Regions from separate parts of the Mus musculus genome. Here region 1 is linked to region 2. A link is a contact called in public Hi-C data. All regions are on one chromosome and are shown on one strand. Each heading gives the region's core, a stretch centred on a gene start, on an enhancer-like site or on the middle of the called end of the contact. The rest is flanking DNA. Distances are from core to core; before and after follow the strand shown.

What was found. Hi-C and Micro-C count contacts between places; a contact is called where the count stands out from the background.
Region 1: a contact with region 2 is called in a Hi-C map of ventral hippocampal neurons, with 2.4 times the contacts expected there. The contact joins two enhancer-like sites. A contact is called at or near these places in 1 of 39 promoter capture datasets (hippocampal neurons), 7 of 484 Hi-C or Micro-C datasets (cerebellar granule neurons, cerebellum, neural progenitor cells and 2 more) and 1 of 115 datasets of contacts at active chromatin or transcription factors (astrocytes).

Annotation. Positions count from the first base shown.
Region 1 is chr6:81,767,782-81,770,918 of GRCm38.p6, forward strand. No RefSeq gene overlaps it. Among named protein-coding and RNA genes, the nearest start is that of Gm32223, 40 kb to the left of the region's middle. Within about 2 kb of position 1,525, at least 33 of the 459 cell types and tissues checked have an H3K27ac peak or open chromatin away from gene starts, as enhancers often do. A contact at or near this core is called in ventral hippocampal neurons, where this site is marked.
Region 2 is chr6:81,470,541-81,473,942 of GRCm38.p6, forward strand. No RefSeq gene overlaps it. Among named protein-coding and RNA genes, the nearest start is that of Gm38838, 26 kb to the left of the region's middle. Within about 2 kb of position 1,296, at least 16 of the 459 cell types and tissues checked have an H3K27ac peak or open chromatin away from gene starts, as enhancers often do. A contact at or near this core is called in ventral hippocampal neurons, where this site is marked.

The DNA.
Region 1 (3,137 bases), core at 275-2,774, 300 kb after region 2:
AGGACACCCTGTGATGTATTGTGAGGTTCACAAACCCTGTCTCAAAAAAAAAAATGACTAAGTCTCAGGTTTCAGCTGACTGAAGTCCTATATAGGAAAGAAGAGGGGTGGGGGAGAAGGAATGACAATAGCTTTGAGGTTAGCTCTCTGTGGCCAGCCTGGGCCACGTAATATTGAGCACATGAGTCACCTGGGGAATCTCTATAAAAATGCAGATCTGGATTCACTGGGTATAGAAGGAAACATGAGAGCCTGGGTGCCTGGCTTCCAAATGAAGGTGGCATAGTCCACAAGGTTGGAAGGATTTTAACTTCAGTGCAGAGGAGGCAGAGACAAGAGGATCCCTGCTGCTCAGAAGCCAGCCAGCCTATCCTAGGAGTGAGATCCAGGCCAGTGGGAGGGAGTCTTAAAAAGCAAGGTGGATGACTTCTGAAGAACGAGAGCCAGGGCTGACCTGCAGCTTCCTTCCACATGCATACATACCTTCTATGTGTGTGTGCACGCTCACGAGCGCACAAGTGAGGTGAGGTGTGGGAAGAGGAAGGAGGCAGGAGGCAGGGAAGGAGGGAAAAGGGAGGGAGAAAGAAAGAGATTGTCTAGATTTGAAGTCAGAGCACTAACCAGGTATCTCACCCTCCATCGTCTGCTGTAGAAAGCAAGGAGGGTGCCAAAATCCCATCTATACCGACATCAAAAACCATCAGGATAAATAAGTAAGAATTTTTAAATTATGTCCTGACATGACTCCATCAAGAGTTTCAGATATCATTTCAACTAGCTTCTTTTTGTCTAAGTAAGAAGAAATGCTCAGAGATGTATTAACTCGCCCAAGGTCTTCCTGGTGACTGATTGGCTATGGAGGCTGGACCAAAGCCTTCCCTTCGCCTGCCCATCTAGCATCCTTCTTGGTGCTGACTGCACAGTCTGCCGGGTAAACAGCACTGCAGCTCTGGATGTTGTTTACTTGGCTGTGCCTTTCCACAATGCTGTTGCATAACGCTTGGCTAAAACTGAGCCTTCCCATCCCTCCAAACTTTACCTGTCACTCCATCCAGATTAGCCACAGCCAGGCACATTGGTTCCCTGCGTCATGGCCCTGAAACCAACTGTTACACCACACTTGCTGCTCTGATATATGAGAGAACAGAAACCAAATAAATGAGGGAGAGAGAGGGGGGAGGAGGGAGAAAGAGAGAGAGAGAACCAGCCAACAGAGCAGACACTGAGCTGGGATTGAAACCCATTTTGATTCCCTGTGCACATTGCAAATCTTTTCAGACAGAACACAGCCCTTCACAATTTGCCAGACCCTCATTAGCTCAGCAGTCTGTTGTCTTAATACCAAAATCCTGCATATCGATAGAAATTCAGATGAAGGGAAATTAAATTTAAAGACAAACATCCTGTCATTTATAGGTCCAGTTTAAGAATCCTGCCCTCCAATAATTTTGGAATAATCTTGAGACTGATTGTTTTTGGTTTGTTTGGTTTGGGGTTTATTTTTTTTCCCTACAAATATATGATATAAGACTGTTCTGAGACTCCAAGTTGGATTCCCATCTTGGGTCTTCTTGCCTCCCAAGCTGGGTCTCCCTTAGTCTCATGGATTTTAAGTGCCATCTAGTGGTCAACTTTCAAACGTCAAAACTAATTTGAAATTTAACTTAACAAGCATAATTGGAGAATGTGTGGTCTCAAAATCTAGATTTAATCTTATTACCAGAAAATCACCATGGATCAATCACACACAAATTAAAAATATTTAAAAATTATAAATACAAATTTTCAACTAATCCAAAAAAGCAATGTGAGCAACATTTGATAAATTCCCAACTCTTTGATCAAAAATGTATAAAAGCTTTGGAAGGACTTTTTCCCCACTGCATGGTAGAGACATAACTTATTTCTAACTTTAAAGGGTCTTACCACTTGTGTTTTCCATTCGCTCTGACAAATCTACCCATTTTCCCACTACAGAGAAAAAACAATGACTCCGGATTTTACTCCATAGGAAGACAAACTTCTTTATAGTCAGCCCCACATATAGACAGGTTTCAGAGGTATTCCACCAGCTATGAATGAAGAATTTCATCTTTCCTAAACATGCAGGTGTTTCCCCGTGTCACTGTTCTCTAAACAATTGAGTACCGCCATTTGCATAGTAGTTGCATTGACTTACGCATTATGAACTCTAGGGAGTTGAACAAAGCACTTGAGAGGCTATGTGCCTGTTGCAAGCAAATGCTCTGCCAGTCTACATATAGGACTTGAGCATCCTTTGAGCTGGAGGACAGAGCTTATTCCCTCAGATACTGAGAGATAACTGAGCTTGTGGCTTACTCCTTCAAGCAGAAGGCGAGTGAATGCACGGGTCCCCACTGCCCCATTCACACACACTTCAGTACCTATTCTTCTTGAGTTTGCACTCTCATAGCCCCATCACCCGCACTTGGGTGACACTGAATAAATGGTTGTATGATTTCAGTTTCTCTGTCCTTGTATAACAGCAGACAAACCAAGGGGAACAAAAGTGAGGGAGGGTGTCTATAGAACCATCACCACATCCTAAGGGATGGCAGTTCCAGACAAAAACCCATGGATAGCTGCTGTGGCCTCACGATCAGAGGGAAGGTAGGGCAGGACTCCATCTAGTCTGAGAAAATATGTACAAATCAAATGCTGCCTGGGGGCGCTGAGCAGGTATTTCTTCTACTGCACAAATGTAGAGCTGCACAGCAGCTTCCATTTCAAATGATTAGATGTTCTTGAGCAGAGGCTACCACTAAATCCTAGCTCACTGCAGCCCACTGGATTGGGGTTTTGATACTATTTGTTTTCTGAACAAAAATGATAACCATAGACGCATAGACAGAAGCAAAATGTAAGACATAAATCAGCCTTCATGCATTCTGTAGATACAGCTGTCTTAAAACCCTTTGAATATTTTTTCCGTGTACGTGCCTAGGGATAAAGGTTAGGGTCATAAATATACCTGGGTTTAGTCACCTGACTTTTTTCACCTAATATGTGCACCTCTTCAAGCTATTCAGCTCATGGATATATTGCGTGTACTACAATTTAGTGAACCAATTCTTTAATTAGATTACCTCTAAATGATTGTCCTTACATCTAAATAA
Region 2 (3,402 bases), core at 46-2,545:
ATAAAAATTTAAAAATTGGAATATGATAAAACAACCAACCACAAGAAACACATGTAGATACAGAGACACACATGTTTACACACTCAAGAATCCCATAAAATGCCCAAACAGGAATGTTTTTGTTTTAATTTTATTATTTTCTGTGCTTTATTTTTATTGCAAAAATTGTCATAGTGAGTGAGAAACAGTAAGAAATCACAAAAAGTGAGCAACCCATGTAAGTATGCATTTAAAGAGAAAGAAATCAATTATGAAACATGAAAATACCTCAGTGGTCTCCTGGTAACAAAATAATGGTAAATTATTCATTAAAATGTGTGAGATTAAAATGATATCTTTTGATTTAAGAGCTTTAGTAGTTTTAAAGAAAAATTAAAAACTTTTAAATTAGTTTAAATGTAATGCCAGGGAAATCATTTTTTTTTAATCTTTAACAAAATAGGATATAATACTCTTTGGATTGTACAATTGAAAGGTATATAAATAGATGCTCAATGTGAACAATGAGTGGTGAAAAGGATATTTCTCTAACAGAAATGGAAGAGCCCACCTTTATTTTGTTATCAATATGATAAACACATCCTTCAGCAATCTCTGGAGATGTTAACCACCAGATAGTTATGAAAGGAATATTTCCCAAATTGGAATTTTCCATTCTTACTGACATCTTATTTTAAACTGGGACAGCAAATACTTTTACGTTCTTTTGTTCTTTCTCTGTATAATTCAGATAGATGACTCAGAAGTAGGATCTGACCTCTAAACAGATAACAGACACACCCTAGTACTGTCTGCAGATCTTTGCCATTAATTTCCAGCCACCAGAAAATCCGGAACCAAAATTGCCCTTAGTCATTTTATTTAGCCAATTACATCTCCACTTTCCCCTGCTTATTATCATCACATGCATCACAAGACACGACTCTGACGAGTTAGTTACACTGTAATGTGCTAACTAACACCAGTGGAACTACTGGGGAATGCAGGGCTGAGTGTCCCTCATCCCCCATTACAGTCCATCTTCCTACGATCCTGCTGAAGCTCAACTATTTTTCACAAGCACTAAAAACAGAGAGAGACAGGCAGTGTTAATAAACGTGAAACAGCCTCACAAGTGCCTGTCTACCAAGTCCCAACTCAAAGATTCGCATCCCCCTTTCTACCAACTTATTTTTAGAACTGTACTTTTCCAGTGTGCTGTTGGCCAAAGACTGCGAGCAGTGGGGTTCATGCAGCACATGGCAGAGCTAGCCCATCTGTTCAGGTTTCTATCCAACCATGTCATTTTATGAGCTCTCTCTAGGAGGCTTTTGGTTATCCAATTTGTAGTACTCTCTAATATAAACAGCCTGGTATCACTTGAGAAACTCAGCGAGCCAAGCCAAATGATGTGAAATTGCTAACAGCGAGTACATTTAAATTAGAAATGTTTCAAAGTGCATGTGTTATATATAAATCTCTCCTTTTAACATTTTGTGACACAGGTAATGCAGGTTTATAATAGGAAAATTTGTAAATAAGAATAAACAAAGGGAATAAATATATATGTATGTGTGTGTATATATATATATATATATATATATATATATATATATGTTATATTATATATTATTCCTTGGTCCACTTCCTTGGACAAGCATTGCCACCACAGTGGTACATATACTCCCAATTTTATGTACGACTCAATAAAACATACCCTTGCTATACATAATAATTTAAGTAAGTTGATTTTGACCTCACAATCCAAGGAAGATATTTCCTTCCCTAAGTATATACCTGTAACTAAATGTTGAATACATTCATATTGCATCTCTATTCAAGGGATAATGTTTTGAATTTTAAATAAAATGCAAATTGGGTAGCCTTATTAACCTGTACAGGTTATGATCACCCATTCCAGATGAAATTTTTCTCAAGTAAATTTAAATAGGACATCTGCACAAAAACTAAAACTCAAATACCTCAGTCTACCACTGAGAACTATGTGTTAAGTACACATCTCAATTTAAAGATGAGTTAATGAACTGTCATGTGGATACTTGACCACAGCTGATTAGATCAGCCATCTGTCCCTCCCTTAATATGTCCACATATCTGCTTTGGAACACATAAGACCGTGAAAACTCTCCTATCACTGAAGTAGTGGGCTTCAAGTGTGAGAATTCTGAAGGAAGCTCACGTGTCATAAGACAGATTGTGTGGGGGCAGAGGAAACAGATAAGACACATTAGATGGGAAGACCACAAGGCAGGTTTTCTCCTTGAAATGAAGGTTTATTACAGTTGTCTTTGCCTACAGCCACAAGATAGAGACTAAAAGTGCAAGCAGGCCCCGAAGGACCTTATTTCCCATTTCTGTAGCAAACCTCCTCTGCCCAGGCCACACAGATATGAAATTAGTTTCAAAAAAATGTATTAAAAGCTTTTTCCTCTGACAAGAAACATTTAATTAGAGGAGCACAGACAGAATGCCTGCAGCAATCCTCGCTCTAATCTACACAAAGGTCCATTTTTTGATGGAAATATTTGTGTTGATTTCACAGTGACTTCCTGGAAAAACTTGACATATTTCATGGTCATTTCATGGACCGGAAAAAAATGTGCACGCAGTGATTTAATTATGATTTCATAATAAAATCTCGGTTTCCAAAAAGCTGTGTCTGTGTGTCAAGATGGAAGCAGTCTCATGTTTTACGTCAGTGCGATTTACATTTCCAGTAAACAGCTTCCAACAGGAGTGCTCGGGACTACTCCCATTTACCCTTCAAAGCCAGGCTGCCCCACTCAAAGGCATCAGAGGCATGTGCAGGAGGAATTGTGGTAGAGGAAGCAATAGTCACCGTCATCCTCCATTCTCAGTAAATAAAGACAAAAGTGAAGAGGGCTGGGCAGAAATAGCTGAGCCATGGGGCAGGAGAAGTGAGTCAGCAATTAAGAGACTTTGTTACTCTTGTTCACAATCCATACTTGGTTGCCAGCATCCATACTGGGTGTCTCTCAATCTTCTGAACTCCAGAATGAGGGAATTTGATGTCTGTCCTCCACAGACATCTGCACTCACATCCAACCCATCCAACACATACACATAATTTTAAAGAATAATAATTGGCTTCTTGTAATGAAAGAAATCCCTGAGCCCTGAAACAAGAGCTCAAACTCATCCCTCCAGATTTAAGTAGTATTGCCATTCAGACTGCAAACAGGATCATCCTCCATTTTTTTTTCTGAAAATAAAATATAGTGTTCAAAAACTTAAGGCCTGGAGAGATGGTTCAACTGTTAAGAGAACTTGCTGCTCTTCCACACAGCACAAGAAATTCAGGTCCTGCACCTCTATTGAACTGCCTGCTCACAATTGCCTGTAATTCTACTACTGGGAGACCTGATGACTTCTTCTAGCCTC